Linked DNA regions of Sus scrofa: region 2 is linked to region 1. A link is a contact called in public promoter capture Hi-C data. All regions are on one chromosome and are shown on one strand. Each heading gives the region's core, a stretch centred on a gene start, on an enhancer-like site or on the middle of the called end of the contact. The rest is flanking DNA. Distances are from core to core; before and after follow the strand shown. Region 1 holds the start of LOC100155689 (putative olfactory receptor 10J6). Region 2 holds the start of CADM3 (cell adhesion molecule 3).

Region 1 (2,700 bases), core at 13-2,512:
CAAAAAGTCTGAAAGTATATACATCTGGTATTATTGTGGGTGAACCATTATGTTGGGGTGGGGGTGAGATTCTAGGTAACTTTGACTTTTTACACACTGCTGTATTTACAGTTAGGATCGCGGTCCTTATTTTAAATTATTTAACTTTTGAGTGCAGAAGTATAGCTCTTAAATAGTTTGGAAAGTCAAGGAGAAGGACCAATGAGAACAGAAGTTAGATTGAGTGAGGAGGAGGTCACTGATGACATACTGGCCAGTTTCAGTAGAGTCTTGGGCTGGAAAGCAAGGTTATAGGGAGGAAACAAACAAACAAAAAACTTTAACATGTCATCAATGAGAACAGGAGATTGTATGTGCGTTTCCCTTTCCTGATGAGCCTATTGCAATGAATGACAAAAAATGGTTAAGAAGATACTGAGCCAGGAAAACTGTGGACGTAATTTGGGAGAGGAAAGAAGAAGAATATTACTGAATTGAGTCAGGAGGAGGAAAAAAAACCCTCATTTTTTTTAGGGCCTGAAAAGTGCTGCCTTCACCCCAAATCAGCCACAGATTTCTTGTAGGTATGCTTCAGGTAAATATGAATTTACTTTATTTGAGTAAATTTTAAAGTTATAAACAGGATGGCTGATGACTAGGAAATGTGGTCCAGGTACATGAGTCCAGGAGAAAGAGGGGAAGAAGTAAGCTTATTGCCTGTGGTGTACTTTTGAATTAGATTGAACAGACAATGAAAGACTATCTTAGGCAGAATATTCTTAGAACTTGGGGAAAAAATGCAAAAAGGCGGCCAGATCAAGACATGTGGGAGGACATAATGCAAATGTTCAACGCAAATGTTCAAGTAATGTTCTTTCCATGTTCGTGTTTATTTAGAGGAAAGGGGTGCGGTATGAGAGGGAAGGGTGAAGCACCACCACTTGGGGGAGCTATTATGTCTCCTACCTGAGGAACTCTGGTACCGCCCAAACCTCAGCATTCCCTTTAGCCAAAATAAACAAAGTCCTGCAGTAAATGGGATTCACCCTCCATAACATACACTTTGGTGACTAGCTCTACCTCCTAGGGTAGGTGTCATCTGCTTACCCGGATTTTTTCCAGTTATTCCTCCCTACCTTTACTCTTCATGTCTTCAGTTCTAGGATGCAGTTCGCACCATCTTGTCACATCTCCAGGGACATTTTAGCATTAAGGACTAAAATTGCAGATGAAGGGCGATTGCCTCCTATCTCACTTTTAAACTTCTTTTTGAAGTGTAGGAGCAATCCCAATTTGTTACTTTTTTTTTTTTTTTTTTTTTTTGTCTTTTGTCCTTTTAGGGCCGCACCCATGGCATATGGAGGTTTCCAGGCTAGGGGTCCAATCGAAGCTGTAGCTGCTGGCCTACACCACAGCCAGAGCAATGTCAGATCCCAGCCGCATCTGTGATCTACACCACAGCTCATGGCAACGCTGATCCTCAACCCACTGAGCGAGGCCAGGGATCGAACCTGCAACCTCATGGTTCCTAGTTGGATTCGTTTCGGCTGCACCATGATGGGAACTCCCCACACTGTTACCGTTGAGGCCTGTAATGAGAAACCCATGATTGTTACTGCCCCTGCAGGAGAGAGGCCCCAGTGAAGGAGATGAGCAAGTGTGGGATGCGGGAGTAAATCATATGGGAGTCCTGCTGGGTTGTCTTGGATTCTCACACAGAAGAGATTAGGTAGCAGCAGACACCAGTGTTCACCATGGCCACCGTGGCGGGAGAAAAGAGGTCTCAGAGAGCACTGTGGTGCCAGAGAAGTGTGTGGAATGGGTGGGTGGCTTCCACCAGGGGAGATTGGCTGGGACAAGTGCTCAGCTGTGAGAACAGGTGTCAGTGAACTCAAGGACGATTTTAGCACCAGATGGCCACCTCCTGTCCCCCTGCTGGTTGCTCTTTTAATCAGCCCAGCCAGAAGTGACTGCAGCTGGGCACCGTAGCAGCAGGGCTCTGTGTGGCTGAACCCGAGGGGTGTTTCTGGGGAAGTCAGTAGATAATCTCAAAAGCGCAGTAGAGAACAGAAAGGAGCTTTCAAAATGATTTATACACTCCAGAAGGACAAAAACCCTGTGGGGGAGTAAGAGTACTGAAATGTGCTCATGCATCAAAATTTTAGTCATGAAGCTGAGATTCTTACTAGAGGAAAAAGGAAAAGAAAATCAAGGGGAAAAACACATTTTGAGGGTGTAAAGGAAATACCATTTGCAAAGTGAAGAAACGATGACAAAATCCATGGGTGCTTAAAAATATCTAAATCTTTATAAGCAAAATCTGTGCCTAGAAACAGAATCTGTGTTTAAAAAAAAATTAAAAGATGTAAGGTAGGCTAAGCCTCTAAAAATCTATTTTGTGTTAAAAGGAGTTATGCAGCTAAAAAAAAAAAAAATTAATGACATCTTTTAACCAGACTTTCCATCCTGTCCTTTTCCTTTCATTAGACAAAATAGGTGTAAGGAGCCAGAAATGGAGGAGTTGACTTCTTAAGAAGCTGATGATTGTGTGAACTATTTGAATAAACAAGAGAATGATGACTTGTCTTTGGGACAGACGCCTTCTCATACCCAAAGAAATCCACCCACCTTCTTGAGTCTGGAAACCGCCTGTGCTCTTTTCTGATTTTAGAGCATAGCAGGCAATCATGCTTTACAAGAGATCACTGCAGTGCCAAGAAA
Region 2 (2,700 bases), core at 55-2,554, 360 kb after region 1:
GCCCCCTGCCACCCTGTTAACTGTCAGTAGCCTTTAAGAAAGCTGAGGTGCCCCCACAGCGCTGACCTACATAGCCAGGGCCAGGGCGGGAGGGGCTCTTCCCCAAGTCCCCTCACCCCTGGCCCCGCCTCCTCCCCCCCTTCATCTCCCTACTGTTACAAACCCAAGAAGATTTGAGTTTCAGACTGAAGCAAGAGGGGCTAAGCAAGCCACCCCACCCCAAATTTGGAGAATCAATCTTGGTCCAGGAAAGCTTTGGGCTTTCTCTGCATCCTCCTCCCCAAATATCTTCATCCTTCCTTTTGCCCAACCTTCCCCCACTGCCTCCCCCCGCCTCCTCCGCTCTTGTCTGGGCTTCTTTTCCCAGCTTCTGCCGCCGCCAGGGATATTGCCATCCCGGGCCCTCTCCGCCCAGTGTTGTTGTTTTGCTCCAAGGAGAAGCACCCCCCTCCCTGTTCCTTGCCCACGCCCCCCTCAACAGCCTCACCCAGGCCCCCTTCCCTGCCCACTCCAAGCTGCGCCGCGGGTGAAGGGGGGCGGGGGAGCAGAAATGTTTGCATACAGCAGTTTGGGGGATTGCACTGGCTACCCAACCCCTCCAGACATACATACACAAACACCCGACACACGCCCTGACTGAAACAGCGACAAATCTCACTCCGCCCCCAACACACACTGACACAGACATACACACAGATACTGACACAGAAACGCAGAACCAGACACCAACACAGACGCGCACACCCAGACACACACACGGACCTCAACACATCTAGACCTCTGGCTGCTTATAACAGCCCCAGACCCCAGGTGCACACGCAGACACACTCGACGGTGTGCAAGGAGGGTGCCTACCCGGCACACCCCACGGTCCACAGAGACACGGATGCTCAGAGACAGACACAGGGGTATTAACAGCGACTGGCGACTTTAACCCCCGGTTCCAAACAAAGCCAACAGGCTCCCTCCGCCCACGCTGCCGGTCCGAACCCCCGCCCCGGCCCCTCCCCACCTCCCCTGGCGCCGCCCCCTCCCTCACTCACCGTCCTGGGAGAGGTTGGCCCCGCCGGGCGCCCAGCAGCAGGCGAAAAGCAGGAGCAGGGGCAGGGCTGAAGGGGCCCCCATCGCGCTTCCCGGCCGGCTCCCTGGCTGGGCGCTGGCGAGCCTGGGTCCCCAGGGGCTGGGGCTGGGGTGGGGGGGTAGACGACGACACTGACCGAAAGGGCGCCCCCGAGCCGCTTCGGAGCCCGGGGCCGAGGCGGGGACCGGGAGGGAGCCGGCGCTGCTGCAGTCGCGGGGATTAAATAGGGCGCTCGGAGCAAACCATTCTGTTGGAGGTGGAGGGGGGGTGACGGGGGGCTGGGCTGGTCGCGGGGGGGACAGCCTGCCGCATTCCCCACTCCCCCCGCCTCCAGCACCCCCTCCGCGCCGTCGTGGTGCCTTCCACCTTCTCCCCCGGGAGCTCCACCAGCCGGGTTCGGGTGTGGAGCAGAGGGAGCGAGCTGGCTCAGCAGTGGGACCCGGCGCCCACCCCTCTTAGGCTCGGGGTGGAGGGAGGGGAGTCGGACAGGGCCCTGGGCCAGCTGGCGGGAGCGGCCACTGCAGGCCTGGGCAAGGGCGTGCCCACTAGCCCGAGATCCTCCAGCCCCGCCCTCCCTCCTTTGGCAACTGGGGATCCCCAGGAGCCCTGGGGTCCCCCTGTCAACAGTGTGCTCAGGGACATCTCAGCAGTGGTTGACCAGTTGCCTTGCTCATTCTCTGAAGAGCTAACATCCCTAGTTCCTCTGGCCCAAGAGCCCCAAGTTATACGTCCAGCAACAATTTGTGGCCCCAGGCAATATCCTTTGAAAGGCGTCTTCCAGCAAACCCCTAGGCCTTGGGATCCACGCTTCCTTCAGTCCCTCCTCGAAGACTGACTCTCCTACTCTTCCCCCCCACCGCACCCCACCCCCGGCCCCAAACACAGTGATTTCTCTTCAGACTGCCCAACCAAGCAGCCTACAAAACCACTCAGTTGTTTGCCCCCTTAATCCTTCCTGTTCCCCCACTTTACTGCCGGCCCTTACCCTCAATATTTTTCTTCTTTCTTAATACTTCAGAGAATCTTGTCCTTCCCTCTCAAGTTTTAGTGAGTAATCTTCCGGGATGAATCTACAGATCTTCAGGAAGCTGCCCCCTTTAAGGACCCCTGCATCTGTGGTTAATGCAGTTCTCAGTGCCTGAGGCCAGATATAAGATGGATGAGAGAGGCTGGATGACTCTACTTGCTCTTGGCTCAAGAGTTCCAAACCCCTGGGGTTTGCTAGTATTTTTTTGTTTGTTTGTTTTTGTTTTCTGTGACTGAGGATCTCTGGGAGAGTCTTGGTACATCCCAGAGAGAGACCCTTCCGAGTCAGTTTTGCTCAAACTTAACTTTGGGGCATACATTCCTAAATTTTACAATCTCTGAATCAGATAATTTTACATATATAAGGATTCTTGGAAAATATTTGACCCAACCCCTTATTACACAGGTGCAGCTGAGATTGTAAGTGTATTAACTAATCTACCTAAGGTTATTTTGGCAGGTAATACTAGAAAACACAAGTGTTAGCCAGGACGTGGAACAATAGAAATTTTTTTTTGGCCACACCTTTCGCATGCAGAACAGTGGCAACTCTGGATCATTAACCTGCTGCCCCACCAGGGAACTCCTGGAAC

What was found. Promoter capture Hi-C pulls out the DNA fragments that hold promoters and counts their contacts.
Region 2: a promoter capture Hi-C map of fetal liver shows a contact between it and region 1, with 2.3 times the contacts expected there. The contact joins the promoter of CADM3 here to the promoter of LOC100155689 in region 1. A contact is called at or near these places in 1 of 5 promoter capture datasets (fetal liver) and 2 of 47 Hi-C or Micro-C datasets (embryonic fibroblasts and liver).

Annotation. Positions count from the first base shown.
Region 1 is chr4:90,895,354-90,898,053 of Sscrofa11.1, forward strand. It overlaps LOC100155689 (putative olfactory receptor 10J6), which reads right to left and starts at 1,263. Exons shown (of 1, transcript XM_021089594.1): 1 at 1-1,263. All of the region lies in intron 1 of LOC100520241 (olfactory receptor 10J1-like), which reads left to right.
Region 2 is chr4:91,258,821-91,261,520 of Sscrofa11.1, forward strand. CADM3 (cell adhesion molecule 3) reads right to left here and starts at 1,305. Exons shown (of 9, transcript XM_003481427.4): 1 at 1,044-1,305. The coding sequence starts at 1,125.